6 separate regions of the Mus musculus genome follow, and all the other regions are linked to region 1. A link is a contact called in public promoter capture Hi-C data. All regions are on one chromosome and are shown on one strand. Each heading gives the region's core, a stretch centred on a gene start, on an enhancer-like site or on the middle of the called end of the contact. The rest is flanking DNA. Distances are from core to core; before and after follow the strand shown.

Region 1 (4,784 bases), core at 788-3,287:
GCAGGTCACAGAGGTCACAGCAGGGCTAGAACCCAAGTTCAGTGCCTTAAATGTTGGCTGATTTTATTTCCTTAACTTAGAATCTTCCAACTTCACTTTTGGAAATGTTGGCATCGATTGTCCTTCATGCCTCTGAAATGAATTCTGGAATGTATGAGCAATTGGGTATGAAATGTCACCAAGCTATAGGCTGGGGCATATATTATCTAATAAAGGCGTCTACTTGGGTATTCTTCAAATGCCTACAAATTGGGAAATACAGTAGAAACATAAAAGACATGGTTCTACAGGGAAAGCTAATCTACCCTGATGGTATAGGTTGTCTAGTCTAGGCTACCTGTGGGGATTGGCTGCAACAATGTAAGCTTTATTGTTACTCATGGTCTCACACTGGACAAGGAGGAGCTTTCTGCCACTTTGGAGCATCTCACACTGTAGTCCAGGTTGGTCTGGAGCTCTGGATAACTCCCCTGCCTCAGCTTTCCTAGTATATGCACCATCATGCCTAGTTTCTTTGGTTTGTTAACTATGCTATGGTTTAAATGGGCTTTTCTATCTATCATATATATGTTGTGAAAACTGTTTATAGTACCTTGTTTTATTTTTATTTTACTTTTTATTTCTAGGACATACACAGTTAAAAATTCCTCCTCTAGACTGATTGAAACTCATTCATTGGTTTAAATGAAAGTTAAATGGGTAGGGGATATGTTAGACGTATGTATATCTTAACATAGAGTTAGTGAGTCAACTCTCAAACTCAAGAGGAAAGACATATTACTAATGAAGTGCAGAGGGCCAAGGTTAGGGCTAGCGGCAAGGAACACTTGTTATCCTCTTGCTGAGGGCTTCATTTGGCTTTCCAGCACCAACTTGGTGACTCAGGCTCGAAACCTATTCTAACTCCAGTCCCAGGAGATCTAATACCCTCTTCTGTCCTTTGAGTGCACCAGGAATACACACGGTGTGGAAAAAAGAGCAAAATAAAATAAAATTGATTTCTAGAGAGAGTTTTAAATGAAGACTAAAAAAGAGGCCTCATAGTTATAAAATGTACTGCCACTGTTCCAGAATGGCTCATGGAAGCTTGTGGCTTACTATTAACTTGGAAACACGAATAAATGATGAAAATTAAAGTATCCAGTCCAAGTCTTCTGGCTATATGATGTTGTCACGGTCTTGCTTTCACACTGATCACTCTGTACCCCTGCAGCATCTCATGGACAGGGCAGGCCCCGCTTCAGTGTGACAGAATGCTGCTTGCTACAAGCTGCATTTCCTAGGGCAGGAGCCAGCGGGGAGTTATGGTGGCTTCAGGGGCTCGAGGTGGACACGAAGTCCACACAGTGGCCTCTGCACTTTCAATCATTAACAGGTCTTTTCTGGTCACAAGACTGAGGCAGGAACTCTGGGAACTGTAAATGCGCAAGATGTAGTTAACAATGTATTAGGTTTTTCTAACTCTGTCCCTCTCTGTGTCCCTCTGTCTCTGACTCTCTCTAGGTCTCTCTTCTTTCTTTTGAAGACTACTGTAGGTGGGTGCCACTATGTCTAAAAATAGGAATAACAACGCCCACTGCATACACACCGGAGGACAGAACACAGACCTCCTCTACCTGCACCTGGGAAGTTGTGAACCCGGAGTTGGGGCGCGAGTGCCTGGGTGGCGGCAGAAATCCCCAGGCATCAGTAGGCAGCTACCCCAGTCGGAACCACCGGCCGCCTGCTGTGCAGTTCTCCAGTGCAGATAGATCTCCTGGAGCCTAGAACTTGAAAGAAAGAAAAAAAAAAAAAAAAAAGCCTCCCGGCAGACAAGAGTAGGACCTTGCTTGCGGTCCTGGGTGACTTACCCTCCTCTAGAGTAGGAAACAAAACCTCCTAAGCTCCAGAAGGTCTGTGGGGAAAGAGGTGGGCTGGCTTTCCCTAACTTCGCTAGGCTCCCCCTCTCGGTTTACGCCTGTACGGTCTGGCGGCGCACGTCTTGCTCCTGGTTGCGCCAATGGGGAACTTTGGTCCTCTCCGGCCACCGTGGCGGCAATATGGCTGCGCCCATGGAGAAGAAGGCGCATTCCAGAGCAGAAAGCCGACCCCAGCTCGCTCGCTCGCTCATGGACCGTAGCGCGGAGTTCGGCCGGTGGAAGGCGCAGAGTCTGAGCAAGGCGGACCTTAGCCGCAAGGGCAGTGTGGACGAGGACGCGGTGGAGGTGGTGGAGCTCCTGAACTCGCGGGAAGAGTTTTTCACCACCAGCTCCTGCGCAGGGCGCATCCTCCTTCTGGACGGGGTGAGGCCCGGGCCGGGGGAGGCTGTGCAATGCTAATGCGTCCTCCGGGTGATGGTGGAGCTAGCTTAAGTGGCGAAGGCTGGGGATTGGATTTACAGAGCGCTGGAGGAGCTCGAGTCTCCAAGTCCCTTCGGTCACGCTCGCCCTCGAGCCGCGCTAACCCAATCACTGTCGCTATGAGATGGGCGCCCGAAGGTTAAGGGGTCGCTGCCCCCTGGTGGCCGGTGTCATTATTACAGCCCTGGGCATTTTAGCTCTAAATGAAACAGTACTGTAGATACATGGTCAAAGCCCCTGGCTGCACGCTCTCATCCTCTTCCTGTCCCACAACACAGGATAACTAGACAACACGTGAAATAGGGTAATTTATTTCCAACATTTCTCATCGTGCCTGGCCCCATATTGCTGGTTAAAAGTCGCTAGGTTCCGCTTGGTTCTTCACGTACTGAAGTCCCAGATTATCGAGGTCTGTTCATGTTTATATTGCTTCCACCACTCCCGTTCTGTTCATGGACACTCTTGCTCACAAGCTAGCTGCCCACACCTCTTCTACAACTGCCCTGCCTGGGTTTATTCAGACGAGTCTCCAAAACACTGTTGTCTCTTCTCCAAGCCATGTTTCACAACACATTCATATGTATATGCATATGAGGGATGCATACACATATATGTATAATATATTTATAAATGTATAAATATATATGTATATACTATGTGTAAAATATCTATAATGAAAACATATTATAATTATGATTATACAAAATATAATCATAATAGAATATGATATATATTTTATATATTTTCATTTTTAAGCAGAATTTACTTTAGAAAATCCAAATTTATATTGTTCTGTAACCTGCAATCCTTTCCTCATTTTAACCAACTGCCAAGATTGAACTATTTTCTTTAGTTACTTGTCTTTGTCTTGTTCCTGTTCTTCATTTAGGAGTGGCAGAGTACTGAGAACCGAACTTAGGGTCTCGATCATGCTCAGCAAACACTCTACCACTGAGTGAAACTTCCAGCCTCCTCCCTACCTTTTGTTTTTTTTTTTTTTTAAACCTTCTAAAACAGGATCTTTCAAAGCTGCATAGACTGATCTTGAACACATTTAATAGACCAAGAACTCCTGGAACCTGTGGTCCTCCTGCCTCAGCTTCTGGAGTAGCTGTCCTATAATGCTTCCCCTATATCTACATAGCTGAGACACGACTCTCCAAGCTCCACTGTTATGCCAGACACAGAAAGAGGTGCAGACAAGCACAGTGCCCACTTAAGAGTGGCTGTCCATTCTGAGTTGTCATAGGATGCTTTCTGAACCTTGTCTAGCTTATGTATCTTATACTTGGTGGCTATTTATTTTTACTCTGCTTTATTAGAAAAGAAGGAAAGTGAAAAAAAAAATCAGGGTGGAGAAAACATAGGTAAGCCAGAGATGTTCCAAGTCGTGGTGTGACATTGTGTACATTTGCTAAGCATAAACCACTCATTTGGCTCGGAGGTTGTTTATAACAGCCAGCCCATGTTCCTAGAGCCTCACTATGAAAACCGGTCGTTCAGGGCCCACGCTTCCCCCACCAGCTCCCAGAGGAGCCTCCAGAGCTTTGTGTGCGTGGTTGTTGTAGAGATGCGGTGGTCTTCATGTGTGTGGTTTTCTGCTCTCCCTTTGCAGACTCTGAGGGAAGGATCTGTATATACCGATTAGAATTTGCAAAGAAGCAGTGTTTAGGTCGCTGTTGGAATGACAGCCTCTCCAGAGCTTTGACACATTGCTCCTCGCTGCTTTGCATATGCAGTCTACTTTAGGGATCTCAAATACATTTCCATAGTGGTGAGGAACATGTCGAAAGGTGTGCCCATCCCAGACGTCAGCAAATGGTCGGCCTTCCGTAGTGTTAGCCACCCTGTTCTACAGGAGGTGCCTTCTCCCTTTTTCACTTTTTTATGGTGAAATACTGCTAACATATAAGTCCTTCATCCTTTTCTTCCAGCAAACACATGCCCAGAGAGGCTTGTGACCCAGGGTAGGTGTGCTCAGCTGCCATTCATAAGATCTTGGGTTTCATCCCCAGCAGCACAACACAAACACAGAAGCAAACCAAAAGCACGCCCCTGTTTCTGAAGACACCTGAGTACTTTTACCATCTGAGCCCTAAGTTACTTGAATTGATTTTTCTCCTAGGTTATCTTTACCCAAAATACACTGAATTATTTTTCAGTCATCTTTCTGAGTACTAACTTAAGAATGCCCACCATGTTCTACAATGCAAATGTACTCATCTTGCTAAGTTTTACAGTTGAGTTGTCTGTCATTTTAGAGCACAGAAGGCTCTGGAGTTCAGAAGCAACACTGCTGCTGGCTGCTGGTCACACACAAACCGTGTGCGAGAGACGATGTGGTAAGTTTTTAAGTTAAAAAGTGATCTGCAACTCAGCAGGGAGGCCTGCCTCTTCAGCAGCACAGAGGTGAGGGTGGGCACATGGCTCACTGGGTTCAAATCT
Region 2 (4,784 bases), core at 1,241-3,740, 3.0 Mb before region 1:
TGAGAAATTATTGTATAAAGTGTTAGCTAAAATGCAACCAGTTGGGATCATCCAAACGTGCAGTCACCCCATTCTTGTGTTTTACAGGCATCTCTCTATGCTCTGGATCCTAGGGCAGGACTCCTGACAGTTGTGCTATGTTGGGACACTGTTTGCCTCTAAAGCCATGCTGGTTCAGTGAAGTGTTTACTCTGGGAGCTTCATTTCCCTCTGCTTGGCCACCTACACCCCATTCCTCAACCACAGCAGTAAATGTCTAAAATTGGTGCTGGTTCTGATAAACATGGTGATGACATCAGCCTGTGCTCCAGCTCCTGGAGAACAGTGACTACTCAGTCACTTGTGAGCAGTTAGGTCCCAGCAGCACTGTCCTGTCTGTACAACTCCAGGCCAGTTACCGCAGGGATCTCTAAGGCTTGTCATACATACTCAGGGAGGGTGGGTAAAGAAAAGAACCATATAACCATTTGAAAGGAGATTAACCTTATGTGGCACATCAACATGTCGCTGACCTCACTGAACTGTATATGTAAATGGGAGAGAGAGATGTAAGACAGACAGAGAGAGAGAGAGGGAGAGAGAGAGAGAGAGAGAGAGAGAGAGAGAGAGAGAATCGAGTCTGCTATGTAATGGTCAATAACTGTACCACACCATGGGGATGCTCCTCTGCACATTAAGCCAGGCTGTGTGAGCCCAAAGTAAGCATCCATTCTTTGCCAATTAGCAAACCACACTTATCCACAGAAGTTTCTAGCTACAAGTGCCACAGGAAAAAAAAAAAAACCCTCAAAAACACCATGTGAGAGTTGGGGATAGGGAGCATGCGGAAGCATGGCTTCCTCTGGGTAGTTCTGTGATGGATACGATGCCAAGGACCGAGAAACCCTTACCTCCTGTCTCTGGAATTGCGGAGATCTGCGATTCACTCCTCTATAAGGATGGGGGGGGGGGGCACAAGTGTGTGTGTGTTGGGGGGGGTAGTGCGTGTGTGTGTGTGTGTGCTACTGGAGAGTCCTCCACTTTGGTGTACACAGTACCCGGCTTCTTAGGGGGCTGCGGCATCTGTGCCTTCCTGACCCTCCCTGCAGACAGTAGCTACCTGAGAACCTTTAGTGCTGGCAACAGAAAGACAGTTTGCCAAGAAGGTTAGTTGCTGTGCGGCTGAAGCCATAGGACCTGCCTGGCTCCCAGGTGCCCAAACATCGCAGCGGGATTAGCAGGTTGAGCTAGAGTTGTCATCATACCTCCTCTTATAACGCAAGGGGCAAACATCAGTCTGCACTGGCTTGAGCAGCGTCTACCCACCTCTGTGCCTAGGCTGTTTGCATCTTCACAAGCGCCTGGCAAGTCTGGACCGACTTGACTAGCTCTTGTAAGCTCCGCAAGCGGCTTAGGCTCTTGGCTGGAGGCTGCAACCCGGGGCCGCATGAGCGGCAGGAATTCTGGGTGCTAGTCACTTTCAGAAAGTTTCCCTACATTTACGGCTCCCTACAAACGCCCCCACTCTACCAACTACTTACCAATAGCGGCGACCAACAGACGGACAGCACACACATGATCCCCATGAGCTGGATGGCCGTCTCCGTGGTGATTCTGCCCCACTGGGCGCTGGACTGCGAGACGGCGGCTTTGGCCCGACAGCGGGACACCAGGGCTTTGATGGTCGCCAGGTTGCAGGCAAAGGTCACCACCAGAGCCAGCAAGCCCAAGCAGGCGAAGGCGGAGGCAAAGGCCACGCTGCCCGGCTCGCGCGCAGGGTCTGTCTCGTTGCCCGCCGGCCCGGTGCTGATGAAGCACCACGTGCCCGGCCACTGCACGCTGTAGCGGCCCACGCCCAGCACCGGCAGCAGCGCGAAGGCGAGCACAGACAGCCACACGCCCAGCAGTACCGCGCGCGTGGCGCGAGTCTTCATGTGGCTGGCATACCAGTGCGGCGCACGGATGGCCAGGGCGCGCTCCACGGCCATGGCGCTGGCCACCAGGAGCGAGGATAGCCCGAACACTGTCATGGTTAGCCCGAAGAAGGTGCACAGACGCCCCGATGGGTCGAGCTGCTCCCAGCGTCGCTGTGACAGGTACACGAGGATGACCACCGGGCTGGTCAGGAGCTGCCCCACTAAGTCGGTGAGCGCCAGCCAGCCAATGCACAGCAGGAAAGACTTCTTGCGCTTGCTCTCGCGGCGCCGGTAGCTGCGCGACACGAGCAGCATGGCCAGCGCGTTGCCCACGAAGCCAGTGACCATCATGGTGATGGGAAAGGCCACGGACACGGAGCCGCAGTCGTCGGTAGTACTTGACAGGTTGCTGTGCGCTTCAGCAGAGTGCTCCGGCGCCCACATGCTAGCCATAGTGGCGGGGCCACGGTAGGGCGCACGGGGCCGGAGCCTCCCGGCTCAGCTGCGGGATAGCAGCAGAGTGCACTGGGGGACAGCCGGAGCCCAGGCTCTGCTCTCCATCGCCCGCCGCCTCCCGCGCTAGGCTGCGGGGACTGGACAGGCGCCGCCCGACGCCGCGCGAGGCTCCTCCCGCGCCTTGGAGCTCGAGGGGCGGTGCTGCGAGTAGGCAGGCGAAGGGCGGTGTGGGCTGGGATCACCTGGCGCCGCGCCCCCTAGGTCTGCCTCTCCAGCTCTGGGACTCTGTAAAGTGCTCATCAGCCTTTGGGTTACGTGACACTGGAGAAAAGACGAAATCTGACATGTTAGTAGCTGCGTGAATCGCAATGCTGATTTCTCCTCATGTTTGACTGTCATTGAATTTGTTTTATTTAATATATATATATAAATATATATATGTATATGTATCAATATCATATGTATATACATATGATACTCACATCTGGGAAAGAATAGGGATGAGTTTGTGTTTTAAGTCTTCCTGAAACTATTGCCTTATTTTACTTTGGACTAATTCCAAACTCATATTGGTAAAATACTTTTCTAGGATAATGTCAGTTTAAAAATCCAAAACCAAGTAAGCACACAGGTGAAAGTACATAGCAAATTCACATTTTCACTGAGTGACATTTCAGTATAATGATACATTTAAATTTTAAGAGTATTCTGGAATTCATACATCAAAGAAAATATGCCACCCTTTAGTTAGATCAAAAATTTTATATTTATTAATAACTAACTTGTTTACATTATCATCCCCCTATTTCCCACCCCGCTGTGTGTGTGTGTGTGTGTGTGTGAGAGAGAGAGAGAGAGAGAGAGAGAGAGAGAGAGAGAGAGAGAGAGAGAGAGAGAGAGAGAGAGTCCTTTCGTATTTACATTGAGGTCAGACTTCAACATGGAGTGTCTTCCACTGTGACTCCCGGCCTGGTATGGCCTCACACACCCAAGCCCAACAGCCAGGCTACTTTTACTCAGGTGTTGGGAATCCCAATTCAGGTCTTCCTTTGAGTGGTTAGCATTCTATTCATTAGGTCACTTCCCCCTGCCTAATGCTTACTGAGAAGGTCGACCATAAGAACATGTATTGGCAAAGATAGTTAATCAATCTCTCTCTCTCTCTCCCTCTCTCTCTCTCTCCCTCTCTCTCTCTCTTATTGGATATTTTCATTTACATTTCATGTTATCCCCTTTCCCGCCCCTCCCTGTAACACCCTATCACATCTCTCCCCCTGCTTCTAAGAGGGTGTTCCTCCACCCACCCACCCACTCCCACCTCCCCACCTTTGATTCCCCTACACTGGGGCATCTATCCAACCTTCATAGGACCAAGGACCTCTCCTTCCACTTGATACCATGACAAGACCATCCTCTGCTACATATGCAGCTGGAGCCATGTGTATTCCTTTGTTGACAGCTCTTAACAAAGTTTCAGAAACCCTTCTCTTCTTGAAGCATTTTTTTTTTCCCAGCCAGAGTTACCTACATTTTAGCTGTTCACCCTGCAAATAAGTAACTTTTAGATTCTCCTGGTTGTTTTCCTGTTGGTTCTTTTGCTAGCTGCCAAGAGTTGACTTAGTTCATTTGAAACGACACTCCCCTCTAGTGGCTAAACTGCTAACATGCACTATCTTGTATTAAAGAGAATTTCTTTAAAACATTTTTTTTTTTAATTCTTTAATCCCCCTCCTGGTCTGCCTTCTAACTGTTCCACATCCCATACCTCCTCCTCCCCCCAAAACCCCGGCTCCAAGAGGATGTTCCCCACCCCCCACCCCTCAAGACCTTCCCCACTCCTTGAAACCTGAAGTCTCTTGAGGGTTAGGTGCATCTTCTCTGACTGAACCCAGACCCATCAGTCCTCTGCTGTATGTGTGTTGGGGGCCTCATACCAGCTGGTGTATGCTGCCTGGTTGGTGGCTCAGTGTCTGAGCGATCTCCGGAGTCCAGGTTAGTTGAGACTACTGCTCTTCCTATTGGGTTGCCCTCCTGCTCAGCTTCTCCCAGCTTTTCCCTAATTCAACCACAGGGGTCACCAGCCTCTGTCCATTGGTTAGGTGTAAATATCTGCATCTGAGTCTTTCAGCTGCTGCTTGTTGGGCCTTTCGGAGGGCAGTCATGATAGGTTCCTGTTTGTAAACACTCCATAATATCAGTAATAGTGTCAGGCCTTGAGGCCTCCCCTTGAGCTGGATGCCAATTTGGGCCAGTCACTGGACCTTCTTTATCTTAGGCTCTCCTCCATTTTTGACTCTGCAGGTTTTTTTTTCAGACAGGAACAATTTTGGGTCAGAGTTTTTGACTGTAGGATGGCAACCCCATCCCTTCACTTGATGTCCTGTCTTTCTGCTGGAGGTGGACTCTATAAGCTCCCTCTCCCCACTGTAGGGC
Region 3 (4,784 bases), core at 1,332-3,831, 2.9 Mb before region 1:
TCAATATGGCATAGCATCTTGTCACATAATTAGCAAGAGTTCATCATGTTGTTGCAGTAACAGACAGCAATCTGAAGCACATACGTTTTGCATTGCCAATCATTGGCACTAAATAAGCCCCGGCTCTTCTCTGCCAGTGTCTTTCCTATTTCTGTTCCCCCAGCTTTCATCATCTTGGCCTCAGTTGTCTTTTCTGCAAACAGACAAGAACTCGATATAAATCCTGGGAAATAAAGAAATGATCTGCATATACAGTATTAAGAGAATTATCTGTCAGCGCTCACCTCGACCACATCTGTTACAGCTGGTTCTCCTAGCAAAGTTTACATTTCCACACCTGCAAATAAAGTGAGATGCACTTAGAGTAGTAATTCCTAGATACTTAAACTGTTTACATTTTAAACTGTCCTCACTACACCCTGGAACGCAGAACAAGCTTATCCCATTATGTTAATATAAGCACCAGCAGGGAGAAGGAAAAGCTGGGTAAAAATCTCAACCTTGTGCTTACAGTTACTGTGGGAACCACTTTGGGACCCAAACCTTGCTATCTTCAGACTGGTGTATATCATTAGTTACATAAAAGTCTCTTGTTCCAAAGTGTCAGACTCTTCTATAACAATTAGACAAGATACCAGAGAGAGTTAAAAAAAAAAAAAGGAATATCAACTTTCATCTTGTTTGTTACAAGTAATAAATGTGATGAGTTTTAGAAGCATAAAATTCAAGCTGGGCAGTGGTGGCACAAGCCTTTAATTACAGCACTTGTGAGCTAGAGGCAAACAGATCTCTGTGAGTTCCATAGAGAAACTCTGTCTAAAAGGAAAAGATTAATCACAAAATCCTAGGGATGGATCCATCAGGAATGAACAGTTACAGAAGGACTCCAGAGAATTGATGAAACATTCTTTGAGAGGTAGGAAGTGCGATGATAAGGAAAAGACTGATATATTAACTAAAGACAGAATTAAATTGTAAAGAAATTTGAGTATTATAGTATTTATCAAATCTAAAACTAAAGAACAGAAAACAAAACCACAACCAACAGAAAAAAGTGTAACCTTATGACATTAACTAGTTAAGTTTTCACACACTTGCACTACTTTAGTATTTGTTAAAGCAGTTAGATACTCCAATTTAAAGCTTAAATAAGTAACGACAAAGAATCCACCACCCTATTAAAAAACAATGAATGAGATAAAATAGTGAAAGGAAGTGTAACACTAAACTGAATGGCTCCAGACAACTTTAAGGTCCCTTTTTCTGTTAAAAAAAAATACACACGTTCCAAGTAAAACTGAAAATATATTCTGAAAACTGTCTCCTTGATTTACATATTCAGTACAAATAACATTTAGTTTCTGCCGAGTTTAGGTGTACAGGACTTTGAATGAAGGGTCCTCCCAAAATATACATGGGTGCTTTCAGTAAGAACACAAGAGCACAGTTTTCTACGAGTCACACAGAAGGCAGAGAGGCTGGTGTCTTAATCTCTGAAGGGTTCCAAAGTGTCACACAGTTCCTGCAGTGACAGTCCAAGAGGATCTCGGTTCTAGTCTGCTGACTTGGTATGCTTAGCCTGATATCAGTCTGATACCAACCAAGTGGATCTGAGTGACATCATTTCCTTGCTCTCCACACACTGCCCATGTTATTTCGGTGTTAACTGTAGTCGAGCAATGTATTTTCTAGCAAAGGTACTTCAGGCTAGACGCTCTGCAGTAGACAGAAGAGTAAACCCGGGTTTCCTTCAGCTCTGACTCTGGCTTTCCAAGAACACGAGCTGGTACATCACTTTTCTTTAAAAATAGGGACACCTATTCAGAACGATCTCTGTGGCCATAAGCGGAGCACACCGGCTTCCCGGCCACGTACGTGCCCAGGCCTCCTGCCTCTCGGCAGGAGGATGAGAAAAGCCAAGTCACTGGGGACGGATCGCAGGCCCGAAAGCACGGCGGCCGCAGGGAGGGAGCGAGGGACGGAGGGAGGGAGGGACAGCGAGCGGCCCCGGCAGAGCTCGGAGCAGGGCCACTGAACCGTGAGCTCAGCTCCGCGCGGGGTCACGTGCGGGCCGCCCGCGACCGCTCAAGGCCGGCAGCGACCGCCCCGCCGTCCCCACAAAGGCCGCGACCCCGTCGCCGCCCTCACAGGGACCTCCCGGCCACCCCAGGTCCCACGGTATCCCGCCACGCTCACTTCTTGTCAGGGCAGATCCAGTCCCCGTCACTGACTCGGAAATTCTTGGTCGACATCTTGGACGCCAGCAGCAGTGCCGCCCGCAGCGACGTCCCCACCGGAGCCGCGGGGGCCTCGCGCCGGGCTGTCCTCGCGCCGCCGGACCCGCCCTTCCCTGGGGTGGGGGAGAACTCACACCGCCGGACCGCGAGCCTGGAGCAGCGGTGCGGAGACGACGCCCAGGAGCCAGCAGCCCGTCCTGAGGCTCTGCTTCGCTTCGGCCTTACCGAGCTCCTGAGCAGGCGTTGTGAGGACAGCCCGGCCCGGCGGCCATCGCAGCCGAGTTCTCCGCAGGCCGAAGGACCCTAGAGAAAGGCGCTTCCGTTTCCGGGGCGGGGCTAGGGCGCAGAGGCGGAAGTGACTCGGCGCGGCTCGATAGCCCACGGGCTTGCGCGTTGCCTAGGGTTTACTGGGGCGAGCAATAAGGTGGGAGGCTCGAGTCTTTGGAGAAGATACTTTATTTTTATTTTTGGACAGAGACTGAGGATTAAACCAGGTTGCCCCGGACATTACTGTTTCATACATACCACTTGGAACCTCTGTCAGGCTTCTGTAGGCCACGTCAAAAAGATAAACTTTTTTTCCTGTGAGAACATAGGGTCTCACTTTTAGCTCCACCTGGCTTGTGTAGTTAGGCTGCTTAGTATTTGGATGGAAAAGTCATATTAATGAAGGGAGATATCTCTCCTTCTTGGGCTGTTGCTTAAAAACTTAGCTTTAAAAATATTTAATATGTGTGAGAGATAAGCCCTGTACACAGAGGAGCCACCCCAAGGTTTTAGAAATAGGAAATAGTATTGATACAATTCTGACCCCAACTCACTACCTTTCCCCAGATTTAACACTGGCCCTTTGGGTTTATTCTCGTTCTTTATAAAAGATTTAGTTCATATACTGTATGCTTATTTTTTAAAGTGAGAAATGGTACAATTTACTGTGACAGAGGGTTGCTTTTAGTTCCGCGTAGTTTCTGAGTTTGCAGTTAGTTGCATGTAGCTCACTTTTATTTCAGTCATGCATATTCACAATTCTTTCTTGTGACAGTTAAGCCCCAAACCCTGCACTTTGTCACAACGTGCATTCAAGTATTCTTTTTAAAAGATTATTTATTTTATTTATAGGAGTACACTGTAGCTGTCTTCAGACACACCAGAAGAGAGCATCCGATCCCATTACAGATGGTTGTAAGCCACCATGTGGTTGCTGAGAACTGAACTCAGGACCTCTGGAAGAGCAATCACTGCTCTTAACCACTGAGCCATCTCTCTAGCTCCCCCCTCCCCCATGCAAATATTCTTGCAAATATTCTTACAGTTAACACCCAAATCTATGTTTTGGCATTGTTGATCAACTCTCGTGAACATTTGTGCACACGGGTTCTGGCATTTATATTTCTCGCATATAGCTCTTATCCAGGAGAAAAAAAAATCATTAAACTGCTTTGGTTTTAATGTCTAACACTTTTGATACTTATATTCATCTTGATCATCTCACTTGAAAGCTCTTGGATGTATTTTATTCTGATAATTGTCCACACCTTCCCAGTTATTTCATATTGTATAATCACTGATTTTTTCCTGGATTTTTATCTTGGGTAATGTGGAATTTTTATTTTCTTTTAGCAAGCAATCCTGGGGTTGGCATCACAGGCTCAGTCTTGCGTGTGAGTAATGGTTCTATATCAGTTGGCACCGCTGAGTATTAGCTGTGCTTTTATGTGTGTGGGTGTTTTGTCTACATGTATGTCTGTGCACCATATGTATGCTGGGTGCCCTCAGAGGCCAGGAGAAGGTGTGGATCCCCTGGAACTAGAGTTACAGATGGTTGTGAAATCAGCATGTGGGTGCTGGGAGTCAAACTCTGGACCTCTGGAAAAGCAGTCAGTGCTCTTAACCACTGAGCCAACTCTCCATCCCCTGCTATCTTGATCTTGCTATCTGTCCTTCACACAAACACGTGAATTGTTTTGGTATCTTAGCAGTACTTTTAATTGTAGTTCATTACATGAATCATATCCATCCTGCTTTGCTTGGTTGATACTTGAGCACAGAACTTGTATGGGTTCAGACTAGATTTGGAGGACATACCTCTCTGTCCATCTCTTTCTTAGATTCCTCTCACGTAGTCTGTCTTTCAGTGTTCCCTTTTCTTGGCCCTTTTGTGAGAAATACGAGGTTTCCCTTGGATTTTTAGCAGCTTGTCATAGCTAAAGCATTTGACTAGGGCCCTAACACAGGGTGAAGTGATGAGGGAAAGAGAAAGGTATGGGATGTTTCCCACCCCCACCCCCCACCATCCCCCTCCACACATGTAAGAGTACAGAGACTTCCTCTCCTTGTCATTATATGAAAGTATAGTTTCTCCTATACTTTCACTCTGGGTGGGAGGAGAGCTGTGAAATATTTTAAGTGTTTCTTTACAATCTGGTAGCGCACAGATGTGCATTTCCCCAGTTCATACGGTTGGAAAAATTGTTTTTAAATTAATTCAATTATTATTAATTGTGCTGTTACTACAGATTTACTAGCTAGTTGCCTGGCTAGCTACAA
Region 4 (4,784 bases), core at 1,364-3,863, 2.4 Mb after region 1:
AACCATCTGTAATGGGATCCAATGCCCTCTTCTGGTGTGTCTGAAGACAGCTACATTGTGCTCATATACTGTCTTAGTCAGGGTTTCTATTCCTGTACAAACATCATGACCAAGAAGCAAGTTGGGGAGGAAGGGGTTTATTCGGCTTACACTTCCATACTGCTGTTCATCACCAAGGAAGTCAGGACTGGAACTCAAGCAGGTCAGAAAGCAGGAGCTGATGCAGAGGCCATGGAGGGATGTTCTTTACTGGCTTGCTTCCCCTGGCTTGCTCAGCCTGCTCTCTTATAAAACCCAAGACTACCAGCCCAGAGATGGTCCCATCCACAAGGGGCCTTTCCCCCTTGATCACTAATTGAGAAAATGCCTTACAGTTGGATCTCATAGAGGCATTTCCTCAACTGAAGCTCCTTTCTCTGTGATAACTCCAGCTGTGTCAAGTTGACACAAAACTAGCCAGTACATATACATAAAAGAAAAACTCCAGGATTGAACATGACCTGTTTAAAAATTAAATATTGGTAGAAAAATTTTTAACAAGCACATCAGTAAAATATTAGTATGTTCTCAAATATTTTTGAGATTATCTTAATAATTAATGGAGACGGCATCTCTCTCTGTAGCCTAGGCTGGCCTAAAACTAGCCATTCTCCTGCGTTAGCCTTTTTAGTGACCTAATTTTAAAATTGATTTTTTTTTCTAAGTAGTTCTAGAAGTCAGCGCATGTCTTTGTGCTCCTCACAGTATATCAAGGGCAGGGTTTTATTACATAGCTCAAGCTGGCCCTGAGCTCACTGTGTGCCTTACACTGGCCTTCATCTACCTCAGTCCTTGAGTGCTGGGATTCCAGTGTGAACCATCACAACAGCTAAGAGTTTTTTGTTAAGTAGAAATGAAAATCAAGTTAGAGAAAGATGGTGTCAGTTGGACGATGTGTTCTACTTGTAGGTATGGGGTGTAAGTGCTGTCTTCTGTACAGACCACTCTTGTACGGTTATTAAAGCATAGCATCCCGAGTAAGAACATTGAGTAAAGTGCTAGGAGCAAAATCAGTGACTTTCAGAGTTTTAATTACCTCTGGCCCATCCACCTGTCATTAAAATAGAGTAGCATTTGACTTCAACATACTATTATGCACAAAAACTTTGTTGCTGTTAACATTGATAAAATAATCACATTTAAGCTTTTTGATATACATAAAAATAAATTTATGCTTTTCTGAGTCCTGAATTATTGCATGATACAGCAGGCTAGATACTTGTAATAAAACAAGGAGAATTCGAGCTTCATGTTAATAGAAGAATTCAATTTTTAAATGCAGTTAATTTACTAATTGTAGTTTCTCTTCTCTTCATAGTCTCTCTCAAGTCTACCCCCTACACCTGTATTAGCAGGTAGATATTTATAGGTGAGTGTGATGGCATATGCACTTTCAGAGTCGCACTCTCATGATGACTGCTGATGTTAACTTCCCCATGGTCTTTGGGACATGGAATGTGAAAAAGAAATGTTTGATCCTGATCCTTTCTCTGTGATAACTCCAGCTTGTGTCAAGTTGACACACAAAGCCAGCTGGTACAGATTGAAAACCCACAAAAGAGATAAAAGATGAGTTATTTACATTCAAAATATTTCTCATCTATTCAAGATACATTTTTAAAGAAGGAAAGCATCAGATAACATATAAATGTAAAATGATTAAAACTGTTGATTTAAAAAATTACAACAAATCGCAACAAATGTTTTTTAAAGGTATGAAATATACTAATATTACAAGGGAATACTAAAAAGATAGGGAGAAAACCCCCCCCCACTTGTTTCAAAAAAATCTTTGTCAACAAGTAAATACTTAAAATTAGGGGAAATGTGTTTTGAAGGAACTTGTTACCTAACTGCCTCTCCTAACTAATCCATCCAGGCCGTAAACTGGTCCCGGGTGACAGTTACACTGACCTGAGCGTGCTGGAATCTGATCCTCTCTCCCCTACATTCCCTGCAGTATAAAGACCCCCTCAGAATGGGCTTTTCCGTTTCATTGTGATAAGGAATGGTTTATTAAGTATTATCCCCCCTCCAAAAAAAAGAACCCCTAGTTAAAACCATTCTTAAGTCACCTATTTATGTTAAAATACTGCTTTTCAATGTTATAACAGTCCTTTTACCATGTGACATTTTATATAGTGGCTCCCTCACTTTTCAGATCGATAGACCCCAGAAATTTTGAAAATGACCCAAATTATTTGAAGATTTTAAATGTAAACACCTCATATTTTAGTTCTGCACATTTTATAGCTAGGTAACTTGAAATTGAAGTTAGAATACCTACTGTAAGTTGAGGGCTTTTCTGACTGTATAATCAGTTTAACATGGGATGCCTAATGGCTATAATTATTTCTGTTGCCTTTTTACCTCTAATGGAGTAAATGTATATGTAGTTGCGGCATTCTGTGCTGGTTTGCTAAATCCACAGGAAATAAAAGGGTACAGCTAGGACGAAGGAAAGGGAATAGTTAATCGTGGAGGAGGAGAGGCACAGCTCAGTACTTTGCCTAGAGGCCGCTGGGAAAGTGACGTCCTGTAGCGTTCGTTCGTTCGCTGTTCTAGAAAGTACAGAGACACGTAGTTGAAGTGGGAGGGTCTAGCTGAGGCCGTCTCCGTGCGGTGTCTATTTATCTGTAAGTGAGCTGCCGGGGAGGAATTAAATAGAGACGCTGCCTGCTGCCTCTGGACAGCTGAGCCGAGTTGCTGATTTGCTTTAACTTGTAAGATACCCAGCTTGCTTTATTTTCTCAGGATCATTGTGTTGCTAAGCCTGGGGACGCTGTTTTCTTTTACAAAGGGAAATCTAAGTTCATTTCAAGGCATTCGAAATGGGGAAAGACTATTATCACATTTTGGGAATTGACAAAGGAGCTACAGATGAAGATGTTAAAAAGGCTTACCGAAAGCAAGCCCTCAAATTTCACCCGGACAAGAACAAATCTCCTCAAGCAGAGGAAAAATTTAAAGAGGTCGCAGAAGCGTATGAAGTACTGAGTGATCCTAAAAAGAGAGAAATATATGATCAGTTTGGCGAAGAAGGTAAGCTGCATATTTCTGTACCTTTGGCAGTGTCTGAATCGTAGCTTTTTTTTTTCTCTCTCTCTCAGCCTTCTGGTTATCGTTACATGAGAACATCAGACATACTAAAATAAAAAGAAAAATAACAGGTTAAAACTAAGGTTTAATCCTTGATTATTTGAATGAGCTATGAATGAAATGTCATGTTTGTCTTTGTGGGTTTTTTTCTTAGAATATTGTATTATTCATATTCTCCTGTTAGACTTATTGTTTTAGCATTTTATATTTTAAAAGAAACCTTAAATTCTCATGCCTGTGAATGAATTGTTTAAAAGTCTTATGCAACCTGTTTTGTTTTTAATGATTTTATTGCCAGAATTAATAGAATCTTCAGTCACTTAAAATTTTAAGATCGGCAATTCAAATTCTGGGCCATTTATGTTTTATTTAGAAAAACAAGAAGTTTTTTGTCCTTTTAGAGCGACGCTAGTTGAAACTGAACAAGACGGAGTGGTGTGTCGTAGAAGCAGAAGGCACAGGCATTTAGCTTCTAGTTGTTTTTGGCAATCTGCCTAGAGAGGAAAGAATTTCCCTGATGTCATAAAATACCAGAACAAGTTTTTAGCTTAATTATAAACAGTTAATATTGTGCCAGGAGAACAAGATCTCTCTCTCTCTCTCTCTCTCTTTCTCCCTCCCTCTCTTCCTCCCCCCCCCCCCCCGCCCTCCCGCCCTCCCTCTCCTTCTCTAACCCAAAATGGCCACCTAGTTGGAACAATGACTGAGTTTGTTTTAGTTAACTATTTCTTTTGGAAATTTTACTATGTGGCTGAAGAGGAAGCATGACAGCTGCCCTTTCCCTCAGCCATACTTTTTTTCTTGCCTTCTGAGATCAGGACTCAGTGAGCTCAGTAGCCTTTGAGAATCTCCTTTTACCATTCCGAATTTTGTCCAGCATCTCCATAAATGTCCATAAATGTCGTAAATGTGGCCATAAAGTAGGAGTTTGAAATTGTCAGTCAGCAGCAGCGGCAACCATGCATTAGTTCACGTGAGTTCTGGGGTTTTCAAGTGTTAAAACAGACTAAAGTTCTTTTGCATTATTCTTCCCCTAATGTCTTTTAAGTCACGGTGGCTATGGAAACATACTGTTTTCCCCTTGTTTATAGCATTTAAACACCAGATTTCCCTAATTAGAAGTCCTTCAAACAGGGCCATGCATTAAGCAAACTAAACCGACAACTCAGAGCAGTGGTGGGCCCTTTTCCTCCTGCTTTAATTTTGGGTCAGTCCCAAGCATGCTGCTGCCTGTGGTTGTAATTCGTGCAAATCCACAGTGTCAAGTTCTTACAAAGTGAGTGAGTAATTACAAGAAGCAAGATGTGGATAGTTGAGGCTGTCTGTTCCCCATGGTCACACAGTTGAGAATGCCGTGGTGTGACCTCTCAGGAGCGAGCAGGCTCTTGAGACAGTGCCAGTACTCTGGCCACTCTTGAGTAGGTGGAGTGGTGTGTGAGTTCCCACAAAGCCACTTGTGTAAACGCAGGTTATTTGGCTCCATCTTATGGAGTGCTCAAGTGCACCTCTGTGTTAAGCCGTAGGATTCAGGCTCATTAATCGTGTTTGACTTCAGAGTTTTCAAGTATACCAGCTGGTACTCTTAATTCTTTACGTTTTCTCTTGGCAGTGCTTTTTAGAGTAACTCACTCCCCAAATTATCTTTC
Region 5 (4,784 bases), core at 642-3,141, 2.4 Mb after region 1:
CTACCTCTTAGAGCTGTCCTTCCAGAAACCCTCGATCTTTGTAGAGCAAGCAGCAGCTTCTTGTCTATGCTGGCCAGACTCCCACTCCTCACTGCACTATATGAATGTCACCCATCTTTCAGTGAGGCATCCCTTTCCAGCAGCGTCCTGTACAGCGCCTGCCTCACAGTGTGACTATTTATGTAACCGCTGTGGTTTACTTTATCATCAAAGCTGTCTGCTCACTCGTGTTCGATTTTTATCTCACAAGACTAGAAATCACACACTTAAAAAGCTTCCAAAGCCGAGAGGTGGAGTACACCTACACTAGAGACAATTCAGCAGGAAGCCTTAAACCTCAGGCCTGCCTAGGCTTTCGGTAGAGGCCCTGCATCAAAAAGTTTCCTCAGATGCCCAGGCAGACACACTTGTCCCTGAGCCTAACAACTTACACCTGACCAAAGGGTCCTACATGGAAGGAGAATCAACTCCCACAAGTTGTCCTCTGACTTCTATGTACACCAACCACATTGCTCATGGAATCCCTCTGTATGAATAAATATATTTTTTCAGTATCTATGCACTAGATAAGTGTGCTTGCTGTATTATGGTAGACTTGATAAACCTTGATTGAGTCGGTAATCTTTCGGTCCTGAAGGAAGTTTCCAGTATAGTCAAAGCTGGCTTTAAAAACCTGCTCATGTCTAGCAACTACAACAGAGCCATAAGGGTTTATTTTACCTTACAGGCAAATTCCATAACATACTTTTTTTTTTGAGACAGGTCCCTCTTGGCCGTTTTGACTGGCCTCAAACTCAAGAGACCTGCCAGGCTCTGTCTCTCGAGTGCTGGGACTAAAGTCGAGCACCACCCCACCCGGCAAGGCAACATTATACATTTTTAAGCTACAAAGAAGTCGGGGGCGGGGGCTACTTGAAGACATTGACGTTCAGGTTATTGGGGGGGGGGTGTCAAATGCAAGGACTCTTATCTATCCAACCCTTTTCATCTGGGAAAATGGTTGCCATTCGAGGCAACAGTACGTCCCTACGTAGCACAAAGAGGTTGGAGGCTTCGACTTGGGAAGAGAGAGGCAGATTCAAACTCAAGGCTGGGGAAGAAAGGGCCCGGGGCCATTTGGAGCTGGGGAAAGGATTGGTGGATCGCACGCAGATCCCGCCCCGGGGAGAGCCTCGCTGGTGAACGCCGCGGGGAACGTTAGGCTAATTACGGCGAGGGTGGAGAGCTCGGCGGCGCGGGAAGCGGCGGGGACCGCTAGCCAGGCAGCCGGCCCTCCCTGGCTTGCCCTCGCCGTGACCTGAGCGCCCAGAACCTTCCACGCGCCTGGGTCGGGCGGAACCGGAGCCGAGGGAGCCGGGGCAGGCAGGGCGCACGGGGCGGCGAGGCCGCGCGCGCGGGGCGGAAGTGGAGGCCACGCTCGGGGAGAGCGCGTGGGAGGGGGGGGCGCTTCAGACCACGACAACGGGCTCGGCCTCGAGCCGCTGGGACCCCTCGTGAGAAGACGCCATCTCCTCGGGCGGCAGCCGCGAGTGCGAGCAGGGCCGGACCTGCCCCGCCGGCGGCTCTCGGGGGTCGGGGAGGGGAAGCCGCCGCGCGGTCGGTCCACGCTTACCTGCCGCGCTCTCTGCAGGGCATCTTTGAAAGCGTCGTTAACGACTCCGCCGCCGCCGCCGCCAGCCGAGCCAGACGACGGCGGAGGCACTGTGGAGTAGTCGGCCATACCCACGCTACAGCACACGCTGCCGTTTCCTCGCGGAGGGAGGCGCCGCTCTCGGTTAACTGCTAAGAAAGGAAGAAGATGGCGGCCGTCGAGGCTCTATCACATTCTTGCACGACCATCGTGCCGTAAAGGGGCGGAGACTGGCAGACGGAAATCCCGCGATGTTTCAGCGCTGACGCGCGATTGGCGGGGGGTGAAGAGGGGGTGGAGGGTACAGAGAAGGGACGCCGGGCGAAGAATATCGCGAGACTTGACCGGGCTCCCACGAGAGTAGGGTCTCTCTGGGCGCCTCCTCGCAGCGCGAGTGCGGGCCATTGTTCCCTCGCCTCGGCGGCTGAGGCAGTGGCGCCCGGGAAGTGTGCCGCCCGCGCTTGTAGGGGACTTGGAAAGGCCGTCGCGGATCAGGGAGCTAGCTAGTGTCCTTCCGTGTTTCCGTAGTAAGGGGCCTGACGTCGTCGGGCGGGGACGTCACGCAACAGTGTCGCGCGGCCGCACAGCCCGAGGGCCGCGCGCACGGGGCGTGCGGGGCGTCCGCGGCGACGCTGCGGAACCGTCTGCGGCCCGGCGGCGGGAGCCCACCATGCTCCGGGGCGCCGAGCTGCCTCTGCCCATGTCTCCACCCGGGCCGGTCACAAGCGGGGAGGAACTCAGACCACCGGGCCCTTAGTTCTCGAGCCGATTGCCTACTGAGTCTCTTATGTAAAATAGTGTGGGCGAGCGGATGGTGAAAGTATGACCGCCCTTTGTCCTTTAAAAACGTGAGTGTTGCACATCCAGTATGTAGACACCTAGCGTTGCGTGTCTTTGGCCAGTCTTACCATGTGCCCCTTATGTCACGAACGTGTCATGCTCCTGACACAAACCGGCTTTACTGCGTTTTCCCCACCCCCCCCCCCGCGCCCCTGCGGGTAGTCAGATCAATGTCATGGTCTGAATTTTCATTTCTGGACTAGTTGGCTTTGCAGGCAGTTTCTAATATTTGTCATATATGCCAATAACCACGTTTCTCCAGACCATTCCTGAGCGTGTCTTAGCCATGCTAGCCTAATGCTGGCAATTACTACGGTGAATGAGGGTTCTTGGGCCTTTATTCTGTTTATACTTAGTATGCCACAATGATCCCTGCTCTCAGTTTAGCTAAGAAAAAGGCAAAATGGACTGTCTAATGTATGACGTTTCCCCCCTCTCAGTCTAAGAAGCATTTTTCTTAACACCAATCTTAGAATGAGAGAAATATGTTCCCTTGGCTTTCCGATAGCCGGAAACTATGTGTCCAGTACCCACTATCAGTTACTAAGTCAGGTGCTGGCAGATACAAACAGCATGATTTTCTTAAAACCAGCTCTGTCTTAGCCATTTGATAGCTCAGTTTGACCTGTTTAACCTGTTCATGGATGTCTAGGAATGTCCGTGGATTTAGAAAAACAGTAAAGGTATTGGGCTACAGATTTAATCATAGCAATATGTAGGAAAACTAGCTAATGAGAGTATTTCAGTCGCGTTTTAAGGAAGTTTGCCCAGCAAATAGCATTTACTCATCAGTAATTGATGTTTTTATTCACTAATTAGATTTGTATACTAGTTAGATGTCTGGTTGAAATAATTCAGAGTTTTATTTATTCCCCCTATAACCAATTATCGTTTAGATTTTTTCTAAATATTGAAAGGACCTTCATTTCTCATTTTTTACAACACTGCATACCGGGAAGGTGAGTATTGTAGTATGGAATACTTTGGGATCAGCTTAGACTACGGTTTCTTATCCTCAATGCTGCTGAGAGACTTTGGACTGGGTAATTCTTGGCTGTATGCTTTGCATGGTACAATATCTCCGCAGCATCTTTGGCCACTACTTGCCCTCTCCTAAGCACCACCAATTGTGATAACTGAAAATATCTTCAGGCACTGAGTTCACACCTCTGACTCTTCCTTGATCCCTGCCCCTGCCTTTTCTTGACCGTATTAACTCTTGCCAGTGTATGAAGTCCAGCACTTTTTGACCCTGCTGCTCCAGCCCTGGCCCAATTACTATCACTGTAGTCCCAGATCAAAAGGGAGCACTTTAGTTTTGCTCCTTCTTGTTTATGTTTCACTAACAACAACAAAAAAAATAAAGATAAGGAATTTGTAGAGTTGTCAAGATGGCTCACCAGTTAAGAGCACTGGTACTTTTCCAGAGGACCAGGGTTTAGTTCCTACCACCCACAAGGTACATACATACACATACAAACAAAACACCTGAACATGTAAAATAATCTTTCAAAATTTGAAAAAAGTTGGCCAGGTGATGGTGCTTTGTGCCCTTTAATCCTTATGCTCAGGAGCCAGAGGCAAGTGGATCCCTGAGTTCAAGGACAGCCAGGGCTACACAGAAACCCTGTCTGGAAAAAAAAAAAAAAATTTAAGAACGTTTGTACAGAACTCAAAACTAACATACTCTACGTACAGGGGTATTGTATTAGGGTTCTCTAGAGTCGCAAAATTTACGGTATGTCTCTCTATCCTGAGGAGATTTATTGTGATGACTGACAGTCTGTAGCCCAACTCTCCAACAGTGGGCAGCTGTAAATGCTGTAAATGGAAGACCAAGAATCTAGTAGTTGCTCAGGCTAGTTGTTTGAGCTGGTCTTCTGTAGAAGTAGATTCCAGTGTGCTGGCAAGTAAGTGCAAGTGCAAGCAGATGAAGAAGAGCAAATCTTCTCTCTTCCAATATTCTTACATAGGTCTCCAGCACAAGCTGCACCACCACACCCGGATCTGGGGACTTGTTTTGTCCCCGGCTGACCTTGAACTTACAGATCTTCTTGCCTTAGCCGCCATGCCAAGATCCAAGTCAGAAACTTGTGTCTTCTAGCCTTAAGATCTAGATTACAGGTGAGCCCTCCAATTCTGGATTGTAGTTCATTACAGTATAGTCAAGTTGACAACCCGGAATAGCCATTAGAGATATTATGCAAGGACCATACCCTTACCTACCGTTCTATAGCTCAAATAGACCTTCTTTCTGACTGAATTACAATCCACCTCTTCATGGTTTCTTGGAAACAGGCCTCACCTATACATT
Region 6 (4,784 bases), core at 637-3,136, 2.2 Mb after region 1:
AACAGAATAAAGAGCATTTTACTCTCCCTTTCTGTAGGTAGTAAGTACACTTTTGTAGTTTCAAAGAGACAGACAGTGGTTAAGAGTGCTTGCTGCTCTGTCTTGCGGTCCAAAGTTCAGACCCCTTACTCTGAACAGTTTAGAAAGTCCTGTAATACTGATCCTGGGGATCAGACACCCTCTTCTGGCTTCCAGAGAGCTGAGCACATACAATATCCAAGATACACAGGCACATAATAAGTAAATGATAAAAAATTTAAAATGGTATGTGCTGGCTGTGATAACAAATGCCATGAATCCGGGCCCACCTAGTCAGTTTTAGAGTATCCGGGGATACAGATAGTATGCCTGTCTCAGAGCGAGGGGTGGGGCGGACAGGATAACTATGAATGAATTATCTATCTAGTTTCCCGATTGTGTAGCTTCCATACTTTTGAATACAAAGAAATGAAAACAAATATGGTAAACTGACTTGTGAGTGGCTGTTCTAAGTAGAAAAAAGTGATTGACTCATGAAGACACTTATGACCGACCTCAAATTTAAGAAGTAGCGGGATTTTTCGTTAAAACAAACCCACTACTATTTTCTGCAAAACAAAACCGGCACCCCAGAATACCAAAAATGGTAGCCCCAATCCCTACCGACGTGAGTTTATCAGCATGTACAGAACAAGGATTGTATTCTGACCTCGGGTACTGTCAGGGGTGAGGGGGCCTCCCAAACACTGCCAAAAGTTACTGTCAGCAGCCAGGGTGACGAGGAGAACTTCCCAATAGACAAGTGGGTGGCTAAATGACGCCCGGACACGAGAGATGCTATGCGTTCTGTTGGGAGACTGGGGGAAGATTCTGCAGCCACAGGCGACAGGAAAGTGGAGCTGTCTGCAGAGAGGGTAACTGGGCAGAGGGGGCGGCGGCGGGCGGGGCGGGCTGGCAGCGGCCTCCGGGCCGGCGAGCGAGCGCCGGGCAGCGGCCGGCGGGGAGGTCTCCGCAGGTGGCGGGCGCCCGGGGGCGGGAGGAGCGCGGCGCGCGACAGCCGCTCTGCACCGCCGCAGGCGACGGCGAGGCGCGCGCACGAAGGCTCCCGGCGCCCGGGCGCGCGCCCCGGCCCCTCCCCGACAACTTGCCTGCAGGAAAAGAGTTACTGGTCCCAGGGCCCCGAGAACCCGGGGCTCCGCCATCCAGCGCAACCGCTCTGCCAACCAGGTCCCGCGAGAGTCCGGAGATCTCGCGATACCGACCCGCTGGCATCTCGCGGGCGGGCGTGCGCTGGAGCCAACATGGCGGCGTGGGGGAAGCTAATCACTACTTCGGGACTTTGAACGTGTGGTTCGTCCTCGCACTGGGAGGCCGCGGGCAAACGGGAGGAGAGGCAAGCCTTCCCCGCCCTGGATTCCTCCTCTGAGTCGTCTGAGGGGAGAAGGAAAGGCGGGACGCCAAACTCAGCCCTCTGCCGCCCTCCGGACGCCACGGAGGACCGCGCTAGCCCTCAGCCGGCCTGGCCTCCGGTCACGTGGCCGTCACGTGAGCCCCGCGCGCGCGCCCGGCGCCTCCGCAGGCCTCCCCGCCCCCTCAGCCGCGAACGCGCGCGCCCGGCCCACGTGGGGGCGCCGCCGCCGCCGCCGCCTCGGCCACCCCCTCCCGGCGCTCGCTCGCTCTGAAGGGCTCCGGCCCCGCGCGCGCCTTTCCCTCCGCGCTCCGCTCCCGCCCCTGCGCCGGCCCCGCCACGCGCCCCGGGGATCCCGCTTACCTCTCGCGTGGGGCGGGCCGCTCCGGGAGGCGCCGCCCGCGTGGCCGCCGTCGGCCGCCGCACTGGCTCCAGCGCCCTCCGCCGCAGGAAGCGCCACAGCGGCGCCGCGGCGCTTCCAGGTGGGTCCCCGCCTCCCGCTCCTCCACTTCCCGCAGCAGCGGCGGCTCCTTCCGGTCCCCTCCTTCCTCGGCTCTGAGACGCTGGGAGCCGGGCGCTCGGCGCGCCACCTACTGGTGGCCGCGGCCGCTGCAGCGATCCCGACCCGGCCGGCCGGCGGGCGGGAGGATTCACCGGCCCAGCCCGCTGCGTGCTGTGATCCGCTCTACCTTCCCGGAGAGGCTCCCCGCCCGCGTCCCGACCTTGCCTGGCCCCGCGGCGCTTTCCGCACGACGCCCCGGACTGCCGCGCCAGCCGCCGCCCGCTCAGTACGCAGGCGCCCACCTCTCCAGCCTTTGCTCACCTCCCTCCCTAGGGCAGGACTCTTCCCCAGCTCCACCGCGACTCGTCGGCAGTCCCACCAGAGTACACCTTCTCCACCGCTTTTATTTTCCGTACCTTTAAACAGCACTACCCGCCAAGAATGAAGTCTCTTTAAAGGCAGGGCGTCTTTTCTCTTAGCTTTTGCCCACAGTTGTGTCCAGCACCAAGTATGGCTCAACCCATAGTGAAAACTGGTTATTTATGTAGCTCAGCGTGTGCTTACCGGAACTACGTGAAGCTCTGAGTTCAATCCATAACACCGCCCTTTCAAATATACAGTATTAGCAGTGCAGCAAAGTAATGCCCGCCTTCAGTTACAGGGATAAGTATTTCCTCTGGGTTGATAGCACCATAGGCCACCACTTCTGAGCTGTGGGGACGCTCATGCAACCCTTTGGCTATTAGATTGTGTTCCAAAAAATACCAAGTCCACTGGTAGAATCCATTAACTGGGGCTCTTCGCAACTGTGCAGTATGGCTTCAGTGCCTTTCTTTGTTTTCCTTAGCTGGAGCAGTTTTGTTTTTCCAAGGAAGTGGGTAAGTGTGGTTTCTTTTCAATTGCTCGTAAGTTATTAGATCATAGAAGTGGACTTGTATTTGGTTGTCTCCAATTCAACTCAGAGTAATATCTGCTCCAAAATAAAGAATACCAATTATAGTTATACTGACTATCACACCTGCCATCTTGTGTCTTAGAGACACTGCTCTCCATTGCCTTAATTTTCCTAGTAGTGGGGTCTATAAGGCCTCACCACAGCACACCCTCCCATGGTTTTTATTGAACTGTGTTGGACTTGCAATAGGCAGAGATATAAAAATAACACGATTTCCCAGCCAGGCAATATGCTACCTGCATAGGCTAGCTACTATTGGGATGGTCAGAATTTATCTGCTGCTGGGAGCATTGTCTAGCCACACACACACACACACACACACACACACACGCACGCACGCACGCACGCACGCACGCACGCGCGCGCCATTATTGGACTGTCATCCGTTTCCAAGAGAACGATGGTTGTAACGATAAAGGTCCCCACAGGTTTACTTTCCCTTTCTCTTCCGTGGGAATGGTACCACCGCACTAATACGCAAACGTTTTGTTTTGTTGGTTTTTCGAGAGAGGGTTTCTCTGTGTAGCCCATGCTGGCCTGGAACTCACTTTGTAGACCAGGCTGGCCTCAAAATCAAAAATCTGCCTGCCTCTGCCTCCCGAGTGCTGGGAGTAAAGGCGTGCACCACCACCACCCGGCACTAATATGTAAACATAAGAGAGAAACCCAACCCATGGCCTTGCTAACATTTGTTGGCAAAACAGGCATTGCGATTTGAAGCTTGTTTTCGCTGAGGCAAGCTTCTATAGTCAAGGCTGATCTACAATACTCTCCCTGCCCTTCCCTCCATCCGTGTGTGTGTGTGTGTGTGTGTGTGTGTGTGTGTATACATCCTAGAACTCTTCATTTCCTGCCTCTGCCTCACAGTACTGGAATTATAGGCTACGAAGCAAGTTTGAGGCCAGCCTGAGTCACATGAAGTTTTGAAGAGAAAGAGTTAAGAGAGAACACTCCACTGAGCTATAAGCACTCCTACTCACAGGTTGAAAAACACTTGAATAAGTCTCTTAGAAGGAATGTTAGCGTTGAAGTATATATATCTCAGTGATAAAAAGCATTGTGGTTGTTAGCTTTGATCCTTATAACAAAATAAGAAAAGCAAGGGACAGATTTATTTTGCTCAAGTTTTAGCCCATGGTCAACTGACTCCATTGCTTTTAGACCTGTAACAAGGCAGAACATGATGGCAGAAAAAAGCTGTTCAGCCTCAGGGAGCAACTAGGAGGCACAAAGATACGCAGGTCAGGGACAAGATGCAGCCTGTGGATGAGGCTGACATCCTCAGGTGCAGCCACCTCACAACACCCCCAGGTGGTGGTGTTTCGACACAGGATATATTTCATATCCAAACTAAAGTAAGATAGTGTTCAGCATGTGTAACATCCGACATCAGGATGAGTGAGGGTGCTAGAGTTAGAAAATCACCATTTTTAAATGCACAGTTGATAAGTTTTATTTATAGTTAGCTGTTGTTTTGGGACGGTCTTGTTCTACAGCCCACAAACTTAGGTTCCTCCAGCCAAGCCTACCAGGTACTGGGAGACAGATGCCAACCACCATGCTGCCATTCTGAAACAGTTTAATAAACGTTATTATAGCAAATAACTTCCTAGCTTATGCTTTCAAATAAGATATAATGAAAGGCATTAATACTAACAGACTTTACACCTTTTTTAAAAAGTCTATCAAATAAATTCAACATTCAGTTTATACATTTTAGAATTATTTTTATTGAATGAGTTTTAACAACATTGCAAAGTCACCATGAATGCTGTCCCTCAGTCACCTGCATGTTTGTAGTTGCATATAGTTGAGCTTTTGACATCACATGATCAAGCAAACAGCAGTGAATACTCTATTATTCAAAAAGACTTTATGCATTTCATTAAAAAATCATTTTGCAAGTGGTTTCAGCTTTATCAACAATCTCATTTGACACA

Evidence for each region. Promoter capture Hi-C pulls out the DNA fragments that hold promoters and counts their contacts.
Region 2: a contact with region 1 is called in a promoter capture Hi-C map of pre-B cells. The contact joins the promoter of Ptger3 here to the promoter of Tyw3 in region 1. A contact is called at or near these places in 9 of 39 promoter capture datasets (the 3T3-L1 cell line, the C10 cell line, cranial neural crest and 5 more) and 2 of 9 other capture datasets (liver and macrophages).
Region 3: a contact with region 1 is called in a promoter capture Hi-C map of the SN4741 cell line, with 4 times the contacts expected there. The contact joins the promoter of 4930592C13Rik here to the promoter of Tyw3 in region 1. A contact is called at or near these places in 18 of 39 promoter capture datasets (the 3T3-L1 cell line, 3T3-L1-derived adipocytes, the C10 cell line and 13 more), 2 of 15 datasets of contacts at CTCF or cohesin (large pre-B cells and pro-B cells), 15 of 484 Hi-C or Micro-C datasets (3T3-L1-derived adipocytes, CD4 T cells, the G1E-ER4 cell line and 9 more), 19 of 115 datasets of contacts at active chromatin or transcription factors (the NIH/3T3 cell line, acute myeloid leukemia, astrocytes and 16 more) and 3 of 9 other capture datasets (adipose tissue, liver and pancreatic islet).
Region 4: a promoter capture Hi-C map of liver shows a contact between it and region 1, with 2.8 times the contacts expected there. The contact joins the promoter of Dnajb4 here to the promoter of Tyw3 in region 1. A contact is called at or near these places in 2 of 39 promoter capture datasets (liver and pre-B cells), 1 of 484 Hi-C or Micro-C datasets (B cells), 1 of 115 datasets of contacts at active chromatin or transcription factors (astrocytes) and 2 of 9 other capture datasets (adipose tissue and liver).
Region 5: a contact with region 1 is called in a promoter capture Hi-C map of pre-B cells, with 4 times the contacts expected there. The contact joins the promoter of Fubp1 here to the promoter of Tyw3 in region 1. A contact is called at or near these places in 3 of 39 promoter capture datasets (hippocampal neurons, liver and pre-B cells) and 1 of 484 Hi-C or Micro-C datasets (B cells).
Region 6: a promoter capture Hi-C map of liver shows a contact between it and region 1, with 9 times the contacts expected there. The contact joins the promoter of Zzz3 here to the promoter of Tyw3 in region 1. A contact is called at or near these places in 4 of 39 promoter capture datasets (hippocampal neurons, liver and pre-B cells) and 1 of 9 other capture datasets (adipose tissue).

Annotation. Positions count from the first base shown.
Region 1 is chr3:154,594,351-154,599,134 of GRCm38.p6, reverse strand. It overlaps Tyw3 (tRNA-yW synthesizing protein 3 homolog (S. cerevisiae)), which reads left to right and starts at 2,037. Exons shown (of 6, transcript NM_172474.5): 1 at 2,037-2,282; 2 at 4,601-4,681. The coding sequence starts at 2,109. Cryz (crystallin, zeta) reads right to left here and starts at 2,424. Exons shown (of 9, transcript NM_009968.4): 1 at 1,851-2,424.
Region 2 is chr3:157,564,582-157,569,365 of GRCm38.p6, reverse strand. It overlaps Ptger3 (prostaglandin E receptor 3 (subtype EP3)), which reads right to left and starts at 2,490. Exons shown (of 4, transcript NM_001359745.2): 1 at 1,521-2,490. The coding sequence starts at 2,348.
Region 3 is chr3:157,531,887-157,536,670 of GRCm38.p6, reverse strand. 4930592C13Rik (RIKEN cDNA 4930592C13 gene) reads left to right here and starts at 2,581. Exons shown (of 2, transcript NR_152231.1): 1 at 2,581-2,661. It overlaps Zranb2 (zinc finger, RAN-binding domain containing 2), which reads right to left and starts at 2,506. Exons shown (of 10, transcript NM_017381.3): 1 at 2,197-2,506; 2 at 285-337; 3 at 85-193. The coding sequence starts at 2,252.
Region 4 is chr3:152,191,674-152,196,457 of GRCm38.p6, reverse strand. Dnajb4 (DnaJ heat shock protein family (Hsp40) member B4) reads left to right here and starts at 2,613. Exons shown (of 3, transcript NM_025926.5): 1 at 2,613-3,081. The coding sequence starts at 2,871.
Region 5 is chr3:152,207,529-152,212,312 of GRCm38.p6, reverse strand. Fubp1 (far upstream element (FUSE) binding protein 1) reads right to left here and starts at 1,891. Exons shown (of 20, transcript NM_057172.4): 1 at 1,613-1,891. The coding sequence starts at 1,720. Gm40180 (a long non-coding RNA gene) reads right to left here. Exons shown (of 3, transcript XR_867759.3): 3 at 3,425-4,784. It also overlaps a transcript of Dnajb4 not described here.
Region 6 is chr3:152,393,105-152,397,888 of GRCm38.p6, reverse strand. It overlaps Zzz3 (zinc finger, ZZ domain containing 3), which reads right to left and starts at 1,886. Exons shown (of 14, transcript NM_001080755.2): 1 at 1,751-1,886. It overlaps Usp33 (ubiquitin specific peptidase 33), which reads right to left. Exons shown (of 24, transcript NM_133247.3): 24 at 4,272-4,784.